Regions from separate parts of the Gossypium arboreum genome. Here all the other regions are linked to region 1. A link is a contact called in public Hi-C data. All regions are on one chromosome and are shown on one strand. The core of a region is the stretch at or near the end of the contact, and the rest is flanking DNA. Distances in the headings are between cores, read along the strand shown. Region 1 holds the start of LOC108474561 (protein PTST homolog 2, chloroplastic). Region 2 holds the start of LOC108474666 (pentatricopeptide repeat-containing protein At1g05670, mitochondrial). Region 3 holds the start of LOC108476291 (3-ketoacyl-CoA synthase 6).

Region 1 (3,670 bases), core at 848-3,347:
TTCTTGAACAATCATAGAAAACGTCTGATTAACAGATGGAAGCGATTGCATAAGGAGAATCTGATTGCGAATTCTAGAATATGTCTCATTGAGCCCCATTAAGAATTGAAACAAGTGATATTAAAGAACATGTTGCAAATTTTGTTGTGAATTTACACAATTGCAAGAAGAAATTAGAACTAACGCAGCATACTCGTCCCACAAAAGCTTGAGTGGCGTTAAGTATGCAGAATCAGAAGAATCTCCTTGAGTAAGCATAGCGATATCACAATAGAGGAAAAAAATCTGTGAACTATTAATCTTACTAAAACGTTCTTTCAATCTTGCCAAACAAGTGTTGCACTCGAGGCAAAGTCTAATCCTGCCGAAAGCTCAGTGTTGACAATATTGAGAATCCAATAATGAACAATTGTGTTATAGTGATCCCATTGGGAATAAAGAGAAACATCAAAATCATCTCTACCACAATCTCCATCGACAAACCCTAATTGGTTCTTCGCTAACAACACGATTTGCATTGAATGACTCTAAAGGCTATAATTCTTGAGACCAGGTAGCCGGTGAGAAACAAGTAGACTTCCTGGCGTACCAGATGGATACAATTAAAGAGGATTTGTGAAATTGATGACTGTAGAATCCATGGTTGAGAGACAATAACGCCACTATTGAGAACACAGAAAGAAAGAAAATGAAACAAATTAGAGGAAAGCCCAAAAGCAAAACAGAACAGCCCAATAACAAGGTCCAATAAAAAGCAACCAGGCCCTATATGAATGAGCAACTTGCAAGGAAAAAATAAGCAAGATTGAAGAAATCAACCATGGAGACCAAGAGAAAAATCGAAACCTGGGACTAATAGCATGTCAAAGATACAATACTTGCAATGTAAAGAATACATCAAAATCTTCATTCATCATTGAATTAAATTACAATGTGTCTATTTATACTACTTTGCTAGCTACCTAACTATGCAACTAATCCATTACTAATTCTTAATCACTCAACAACTAACTAAACTAATTTCTACATATGACTCTATTGGCATGCCAATTGTATTAAAATATTTATTGTATTAAATTAATTTATTAATAAAATTTATTCAACTCATGAGTATAAAACTTATATGATACTTATCTGTAAAAATAAAATTATATAACTAAATAAATATTCTGGTTAAAATAGTTATTATTAAATAAAAAATACACACAATGTATGATGACATAGTAAGAGATAGACGTGTGCATGGTCGGGCCGGGTTGGGTTCGGACCGGGCCCAACTAAAAATTTAAGCCCGCTTGCTAGGCCAGACCGACCCAAACCAAAAAATGGGCCTAAAATTTTACCCAAGCCCGACGAATAAAAATGTTAAAACCGAGCCCGACTCGACCGCCCATATTAATTTTTATATTATTTTATATAATTTTAAAATATATATAAACCATCAAAAATACTAAAATATCAAAATAAATATTTCTCAACAAATTAAAAATAAATTTTAAAAATATGTATACTTAAATAACACTAAAATAGATGCAATTTAACAAGCAAATGCTTCTAAAATAATAACAAAATTAACAAATGTCTTTAAAATAATAAAAAATTAACAATAAAATAAGTTTTATATAATACCCAAACAATAACAACAAAATAATAGCAACCTAATAGTAAAATAGTAGCAAAATAGGGAGAAAATAATAAGAAAATAATATTAAAAAATCAATTTTTTTTCATTTAGTGAATTCAAGCCGGGCCCGAGCCAAAAATGTCTTACCTGAGGCTCGGCCCGTTTTTAAACAGGTTTTATTTTTTCTCTAAACTCATTTTTCGAGCTTATATTTTTGCCTAAACCCTCTTACATTTCGAGCGGACCTTCAAGCCGGGTCAGGTGGCCCGGCCATGCACACCTCTAGTAAGAGATTAGCAATGTGGGAAAAGGGCTAACAATATATTTGATCCACTTGAAAAGAAGAAAATGTTTCATCCCAAAAATTTCGAAAAAAGTGGAGGAATTAATTAAAAGAAAATGGAGTTGAAGTAGTAAAAAGTATTGATTATTAGTGAAAATTTGCCCGCCCAAAATATATCTAAAACGGTGCTCCACCACCTCCGCATTAAATGAAGGTTACGCTTTTCGGTAGTATTGTTCGTTACTTGCCTAAGCCCCTCTCTCTCTCCCCTTTACCCTTTTCCTTTTATTGATTTCTTCCTATCATTTCTTTCCCCCTCTTCCCTCTCTACACGCCTAAGATACCTGAAGATGGAATCTTTTTAATTAGTTTTCTTTTTTACCGTCAGCAAGTGTTTGGAGAAATGCCAGAATCATGGCCACCTTCACCTCCTCCACCTATACTTCTGTCTCGCCTCATTCGTTTTTAACGCACTTCCGTGCTCGGGTTTTCCCATCCTGTTTCTGCGGGATTAACCCAGGGAACAAAGGGAATTCGGTGTCTCTGAAGCTGAATCTTGTTCGCGGGTTGGTGTTTGGGGAAGATAAGAAAAGGGTTTCTTGGTGGTCTTGTTGTTGCAAGAAAGGGTGGGACAACGACGGGGATTTAGCATTGGAGGCAGATATATTGGAGTTCATGAAAAATAGTGACAAACCTGAGGCTTTTCCAAGCAAGAAAGAGCTGGCTGATGCTGGGAGGATGGATCTGGTTGAGGGGATTAAGAGACAAGGAGGGTGGCTTGCTATGGGCTGGGACTTGGATGATGATGATGAAGAACATGGATTTCAAGAAAAAGGGTTCCCAGAAGCTGGTGTTAAGGATTGGGACCTTTTGGAGAAGGAGAAGAAATGGGATAACCAGACTTTTCAAGAAAGGGCTCAAAGTGAAGTTGAAATTAGTGGGACTTCTTATTTGGCTGTTAATTCTTCTAGCTCAACCTCCTCGTCTGGTAGATCACTGTGAGATCTTTAATTCTTGGGATTTTATTTGCTTAGTCTATTTTTATTTTCTTGTGTGGAAAAGTTAGTTATTGCACTTGTTATTCGAATGCCTTGTTGAAATTTATTCTTTGTAGTTTACCATTCCCGTGTTTAGAACGAATTGTTACAAATGTTTAATCTTTCATTGCTGTGTAAAAGGTAATTTGCTTGGACTTGTTATTGCTTGTGAGATATTATTTGAAATTGACTGCGTTATGATGTTAAAAGAATCAATCTTGTGCTTATATTTTTGTGATGTTTGGGATATATAAACACAATTGCTAAGATAAATGTGTTGCCTTGAATGAGCTTATACTTTTTCCTGCAAACCAATTATCTCCTTTTAAAATTAGAGGAATGGGGAGAATGCTGGAGTCTTGGGAGTTCTGTGTCCTTGGTAGGTTTTTGACAAAAGTTTTGGTTTGTTCAGAGAAGTAGCAGCTAAGGATGATTGTGGCGTTGAGGGTATTCTGAGTCGCTTAGAGAGAGAAAGGAATATGAATTTTGGGATTGGTTTCAGAGACAAAGGTGACAATACTTGTCCCCAAACTAACTGTACTGAAGAAGAGTCTCTTGTCCAAGCCTCAACAGATGTGGTACGTTGCGTTTATTAGTTTTGAAATCTTTCTAACATCCTTGTATAATTTTTTGAAATCTTTCTTACATCCCTGTATAATTTTTCAGCTTATTTTGGTTTCATATTTTACTTTATATGAATAAAGGATTTTTTTAAAAACTTTTTTA
Region 2 (3,670 bases), core at 828-3,327, 230 kb before region 1:
TTAAAGCCCAACTAAGTGAAGAATTTGAGATGAAAGATTTAGGACCAGCAAAGAAGATACTTGGTATGGAGATTCTCGAGATAGAAAAGCAAGTAAATTATACCTAAGTCGGAAAGGGTACATTGAGAAAGTTCTTTGCGAGTTCAATATGCAGAGTGCTAAGCTGTTAGTACTCCTTTAGCGACCCATTTCAGACTTTCATCGGCCTTATCTCCTCAATCGATAATGAGATTGAGTACATGTCACATGTTCCATACTCTAGTGCGAGAGGATCTCTCATGTATGCTATGGTTTGTTCACGTCCGATTTATCATATGCGATCGGTGCGGTTAGCGGATACATGGCGAATCTGGTAAAGAACACCTGAAAGCGATTCGGTGGATTTTAAGATACTTACGAGGCACTACTAATGTTTGCTTACAGTTTGGAAGAACTAAAGATGGAGTTATAGGGTATGTTGATGCTGATTTTCTTTGGAGACCTTGATAGAAGAAGATCTCTCACGAGTTACATCTTTACAATCGGAGGTTGTGCAATTAGTTGGAAAGCCACTTTGCAAACTACGATCGCTTTGTCTACCATGAAGGTGAGTACATGGCGATTCTTGAGGCTTGTAAAGAAGCTATTTGGTTGAAGGGACTATTTAGTGAACTCAATAAAGACCTTCAAATCAGACACGATATTTTGTGACGATCAGTGCCATCTTTCTTACAAAAGATCAAATGTTTCATGAGAGAACAAAACACATTGATATTCGGTATCATTTTGTTCGTGATATTATTGCTCGTGGTGATATTGTTGTGAGCAAAATTAGCACTCATGAAAATCCTGCAGATATGATGACTAAGTCACTTCCTATAACCAAGTTTGAGCATTGCTTAGACTTGGTTGGTGTTCATTGTTGAAGTTAAACCCTTAAGGGGTTATTTGGAAGAGGTGAAGAACTTGTTTATTGAAAGTTCGCGATGAAAAACTTGTTCATTGAGAATTTGTGTCAAGGTGGAGATTGTTAGAATTAAGTGACCCAAATCCTTATTTAAATAAAATACGATGGAAAATAAAATAAAAGTAAAATCCATATAGAACTAGACTTCTTTTATTTTATTTTAGAATAAGGTTTTTAAACCTTATTAAACTCCATCTATTTTATATTGATTAGGATAAGGTGTTTCAATCTTACTAGAATATGGCTTTGCAAGCCTATAAATAGACATAGTCTATTCCTCTTGTATTTGAGTAAAAATTTTTCGACATAGTGAATTTTCTTCTCCTCTGCCCGTGGTTTTTTTCCCGAAAGGGTTTCCACGTAAAATTTATGTGTTCTTTATTTTTATTTATTTTATTCTATTTTATTTTTCACAATATGGTTTTGCCAAACAGCCAATCACGGTCAAGAAATCTATCACCCTCTCAATGGTATTGGGCGATGAACATACAGTCATAAAGATGATTGACCTTTTAGTGGTAAACCATCTGACTGCATATAATGCAATCTTCTGGTAGGCCAATAACATGAATGGCCAAGATGGTTGTGGCCATTTTCTATATGATGGTAAAATTCCCAAAACCCTCAAGGGAAGGGTACTTGAAATGTAACTAGCTAAAGGCTTGAGCCATATCATTTTCCTGAGGCTTACAAAAGAAATGATAGCTCTTTCTCCTCTTCTTCTTGCATCCTAGAACCATGTTCGACAAAACTCATCGGTTGGGGTGAACTTGATTGACAAAAGGGCATATATACTTGGAAGGTTTGGAAGTTAGGTCTAAAGCCAAACTTCCAAAGTTGAGGCTGCAAAAGTCACAAAATTTATCTTTATACTTGATTGAGGATCAATTATTAATAAAATGAGTTTATGTTTAATGTTAAAGAGAGAATAACTTAACAAATATGAAATATTAGAATAAGTAGATAAATTTATTTAGAAAATTTATTTATTTTATTAATTTTATTAGTACTCGCATTCTTTTAATTAGAGAATATGAATTACTACATATATTTATACATTTTCCAATTCCCAACTGAATTTGATTTGATGGCCTATAATAAATAAAAAGCCCAATAGAAGCCGAGAAAATCATGTAGAAGCCCAACCCCTACGATGAAGCACTGTCCCAACTGGCAGCTCACCTACTGCAATTTGGTCTCTCTTTTACTTCTGTAGCTGAACAGTCGAAGCAAAATCTTCGTGCCTCTTTTGGAACTAGGAAACCAACTGAAGCACCTTCCTACTGGTTTTCTTCGAATTCAAGGTATCAGTCGCATTCACGTTTTCCTGTTAATGGGTTTTCTTTATTTTATTTTCTTTTATTTTCTATGCCATCGACTTTTTTCTTTCTTTCTTTGAGGTGCTCTTTAAAATCTGCCGCAATGTGTTGTTCCAGCCGTTTCTTGGGTTTCTCTATGGATTCAATTGAGATTATAGAATTATAGTAAATTTTTTTTTTGTGTGGATTGCGTATGGTAAAGAATCTAAGTTTACTCTCCTTATGTTTGATGAATTGCCTATGAGAGAACTATTCATATCGGTATAGAAAAAGGGTACATTTGTTGTTAAGCTGTTGAAATTAGCTGCTTTCATTAGTACATGGTTTGAAATTCTTTTCCGTCACAAACAGTAGGAACTGATGATATATTTATTTAGCTTTGACATTTTAGAGGTGATTGAATAGGCTCTTTATAAGTTTCCAGTAGTAGAACTGAATATGGAATTTCAGCAGTTGACTAATATAAGTGTTTTCTCCATCATCAGGAAAAGGCCACTGAACAAGATGCTGTTGAAATTTTGATGTATGAGAGTTTATGTTTTGCATACGGCTTGCTTGAGGTGTTGATCTTTGTGACTTCTGTCACCATATGGAATAACATCATTAGCTAAATAATTCTTTCGTTCCCTATAGCAGTTTTTACTCGGAGGAATATGTTTTGCTGAAAGGAGAAAACAAGGTACTTCAAATTTCACTGTTTGAATAGCATTTGATTTATATATTCTTTTTTCATTAATTTCAAATTCATTAGAAATGTTTATTGATTGCACAAGTCAGAGAGGTGAACCAACATTTTTGTTAAAATGATTACCTTCATTGTTTAACTATTGACTTCACCTCCATAATGACATGTGGTTTATGTACGAAGTTTAGCTCAAATGAGAAGAGAGTGATAAATTTGTGGATATCAATTTAATGTGTTGCTTAATGATGATATTAGTGGGCATTTCATATCACTTAGCATTTAGTAATGATTGAGTGTTGCTGAAAATGTGATTTCACTGATTTGCTACTATGCTAACGTCTATTTATTATTATCCTAATATATGCAGCTTTTACCATGATAATTTGCATTCTCCTTATGATGGTGTGATGAGAAAGTTCCTTCATTCTGTTTCTTCTTCATGGAGAGGAATTGCTGTCTTCTTGAACAAAGATTCTCAAAATTTCTCGTGATGGGTTTTTCCTGCAAAGATGATCAAGTTTGCTGTCTCTTCCTTGAGCCATTGTTTCCAGCTCTTATCTCATTGTTATCCCCAAAGTTTTGCCCCCAAATCTGGTCCACCTTTCTTCAAAAGATATTTGGGCCCTATACTCCACTTGTCGGACTCTGCCAATACCAGGCCTTTTCCCGATTATTCCCCAAAGAAACCTACCGTCAAGGACTCAGAACTTGTGCATCAAA
Region 3 (3,670 bases), core at 577-3,076, 200 kb after region 1:
GAACTATTTAGCAAATGTCATACTAAATTCGTCCAATAAATCAGTGGTAACGCTAAACATTCAAATTGATTTTTTTAACAATAAGATTCGGCCTTAACAAGGCACCGATCACTTTCCTCAATGGAAGAGGAATTTCCTAATGCTTTCAATTTTTCGGAAGATTAGCCACTTCCAATTACCTAAATCATATAATTTCAGCCATTCAAACTATTATCACCCAAAATAAGAATTCATATCCAAGCATATGAAAAATAACTCCTTTACAGAATACGAGTCTTAAATCAAAATCCTTACCACCCATGACCAGCAATTAAGACTAAAAAAGACGTTGGCGCAAAGTAACTCAACAACAGAAGAGACGAAAAGTGAAGAAATGACAAGAGGACAAAACAATATACAACAGTAACACAGTGCCAAAAGGCGTCTTCAAAGAGAATGAAAAAGAGATTGGTTATGGAAAAAATGTGGAATAGAACAAAAAGAAAAGAAAACCAACAGAGGAAAGAGTGGCAGAAACTTACTGAAAGCGCAAAATAAGCAAAACATGAGGTGAAGAAGTGGACAGAGAGGGACAGTAGAAAGTGGAGAGATTTTAGGAATATTTCCAGAATTCGATTTCAACACCACTTCTATCTCCTTGGCGCCATAGGCAGAGGAAATTGCAAAAATATTTTTGCTTTGCACACACAAGGATTCAAACACAATACCTCTAGGTAAGATAAAACCTTATCACTGAACCAACAAATTCCTTCACATCAACAATTGAGCAAAAATAATATATAAGTTAAATGTTAAAGGAAAGGGGTTGAAAAAAATAACAAAAATTCAAAGGAAATGATTTGAACAGATGACTTTAACACTTAAATAGAACACATAACTAGTGAACCAAATTAATTTACTTGACATGATTTAACAATTAAAAAATAAGAATTTAGGAGATTACATGTTAGGAATTAATTTGTAATAATTTATTAATTATGATTACTCATATTTATTTTTGTAATTGTGTTACACTTAAAAAAATATTAAAATGTAAATAACTAAACATAATCTACACATTATATGAGTCACAAGCTATTTAAACAAATAATAATGGGAAGGGAGAGGACTTAAAAAGTTGATACCCACGGCTTACTTTGACTTGTTTTTCACAGTGGGGACATAAATATCCCCCAAATTTGGTGAGATGAATTAGTTGAAGTCAAAATAACATATATTTAGGTTGCATGATGCTGTTTTTTTTCCTTCGAAAACTAATCATTTATTTAAACTTGCCTGACATCACATGTGTTTATAAATTTCCAAATGGATGATTGCGATATAAGTGGCACTTGGAACATAAAAGACAAAACTATAAAATCTTAGTAAAAACTAAAAACCCTTTTTACTTTTTCCTTTTTCATAAACTGGTTAATTCTATTTTACAACTTCATTAAAATAAATTATATATCTTATTAGATTATACATTGAAATTCAAATAAACCTTCAAAAATTAAGGTTGAATTTTAAAAATGAGAAGTGTATAAGTTGTTAGAAATAAAGAACTTTTTCATATAAAAATCTTAAAAGATATAATTATCAATATTGAGTAAAAAGAAAATTAAAGACTAACTAAATAATGTAGACCTAAAACAATGAAGGGTGAGAGATGGAGTGTGAAGAAGGAAGAAACAGGGGGATGAGATGGTTGGTTATAATTAATGAAAAAAACACCAAGTAAGCACAAAATTAAAGGAGACGGATAGAGCAAAAGAGAGGTTATTGGTGAAAGCAAGTATTTAGTTAGAACACGGATATAAAGGGAGTTAGGAAAATTTAATTGAGGGAGTTAAGTGGGCGTTGAGTGATGCCACTGCTTCATTTATTCCTCTCATCTGCCCACTGACCCTCTCCCTCTTTGCTTCTTCCTTTTTGCCTTTAAATCCTCCCTCTCCTCTGCTCCATTTATGTACCCACACCTCTTTTTCTTATCTTCTTAATTATTTCTCTATCTCTTGCAATATGCCTCCAGCCTCGCCCGATTTCTCCAGCTCTGTCAAGCTTAAGTATGTTAAGCTTGGCTACCAATACGTTGTGGATCATTTTCTTACTCTCTTGTTGGTTCCTGTCATGGTTGGGATCCTCATTGAAGTTGTTCGTTTAGGCCCTGAAGAGATTATTAACCTATGGAATTCCCTCCATTTTGATCTTATTCAGATATTGTGCTCTTCTTTCTTCATCATTTTTATTGCCACTGTTTACTTCATGTCCAAGCCACGATGCATCTACCTTGTGGATTATGCATGCTACAAGCCTCCTGTGACTTGCAGGGTTCCTTTTGCCACTTTCATGGAGCACTCCAGGTTGATTTTGAGCAACAATCCTAAGAGCGTGGAGTTCCAGATGAGGATTCTGGAACGGTCTGGGCTGGGTGAAGAGACTTGTTTGCCTCCTGCTATTCATTACATCCCTCCAAAGCCAACCATGGAGGCCGCTAGAGGCGAGGCTGAGGTTGTTATTTTCTCAGCTATGGATTCTTTGTTCAAGAAAACGGGGCTGAAACCTAAAGACATTGATATTCTTATTGTCAACTGCAGTCTCTTCTCCCCCACGCCATCTTTGTCTGCTATGGTGATCAACAAATACAAGCTGAGGAGTAACATTAAGAGCTTTAATCTTTCGGGAATGGGGTGCAGTGCGGGGCTTATCTCCATTGATTTAGCTCGGGATCTTCTCCAAGTACACCCGAATTCTAATGCAGTTGTTGTCAGCACAGAGATCATCACTCCCAACTACTACCAGGGTAAAGAAAGAGCTATGCTCCTTCCCAACTGTCTCTTCCGCATGGGTGGTGCAGCAATCCTGTTGTCAAACCGCCGCTCAGAGAGGCGGAGAGCCAAGTACCGACTTGTCCACGTTGTTCGAACCCACAAAGGAGCTGATGACAAGGCCTACCGATGCGTGTTTGAAGAAGAAGACAAAGAAGGCAAAGTTGGGATATCATTATCTAAAGATCTCATGGCTATAGCTGGAGAGGCTTTAAAATCCAACATTACCACAATAGGGCCTTTGGTGCTTCCAGGGTCAGAACAACTTCTATTTCTTCTCACTCTGATCGGGCGTAAAATCTTCAACCCCAAGTGGAAGCCTTATATCCCAGACTTCAAGCTGGCGTTTGAGCACTTCTGCATCCATGCTGGAGGGCGAGCAGTGATAGATGAACTGCAAAAGAACCTGCAGCTGTCAGCAGAACACGTAGAGGCATCTAGGATGACATTGCACAGATTCGGAAACACCTCCTCCTCATCCTTGTGGTACGAGATGAGCTACCTTGAGGCAAAAGGGAGGATGAAAAAGGGAGATAGGATTTGGCAGATTGCTTTTGGGAGTGGATTCAAGTGTAACAGTGCGGTGTGGAAGTGCAATCGAACCATCAAAACACCAACAGATGGGCCTTGGGAGGATTGCATCCATAGGTATCCCGTTCATATCCCTGAAGTTGTCAAGCTCTAGACAGCTTCTTCATTCATGGCTTTCCTTCTTTGCCTTTAGTACTTTGCTAAAATCATCATCATCTACTTCTTATCCTACTTCATCTCTGCCTTTACATTTCTCCTCTGTATTTTTCTTAGCTCCTACTCATTTGTCTCTCCTCTTCCTTTTTCCATTTTCTCTTTTCAAGTCATGAATT

Evidence for each region. Hi-C and Micro-C count contacts between places; a contact is called where the count stands out from the background.
Region 2: a contact with region 1 is called in a Hi-C map of leaf, with 3 times the contacts expected there. The contact joins the promoter of LOC108474666 here to the promoter of LOC108474561 in region 1. A contact is called at or near these places in 2 of 5 Hi-C or Micro-C datasets (both in leaf).
Region 3: a contact with region 1 is called in a Hi-C map of leaf, with 2.1 times the contacts expected there. The contact joins the promoter of LOC108476291 here to the promoter of LOC108474561 in region 1. A contact is called at or near these places in 2 of 5 Hi-C or Micro-C datasets (both in leaf).

Annotation. Positions count from the first base shown.
Region 1 is chr3:11,991,560-11,995,229 of ASM2569848v2, reverse strand. LOC108474561 (protein PTST homolog 2, chloroplastic) reads left to right here and starts at 2,097. Exons shown (of 8, transcript XM_017776526.2): 1 at 2,097-2,905; 2 at 3,357-3,522. The coding sequence starts at 2,322.
Region 2 is chr3:12,219,608-12,223,277 of ASM2569848v2, reverse strand. It overlaps LOC108474666 (pentatricopeptide repeat-containing protein At1g05670, mitochondrial), which reads left to right and starts at 2,077. Exons shown (of 3, transcript XM_017776659.2): 1 at 2,077-2,250; 2 at 2,751-2,944; 3 at 3,318-3,670. The coding sequence starts at 3,460.
Region 3 is chr3:11,788,072-11,791,741 of ASM2569848v2, reverse strand. It overlaps LOC108476291 (3-ketoacyl-CoA synthase 6), which reads left to right and starts at 1,826. Exons shown (of 1, transcript XM_017778463.2): 1 at 1,826-3,670. The coding sequence starts at 2,002. The coding sequence ends at 3,492.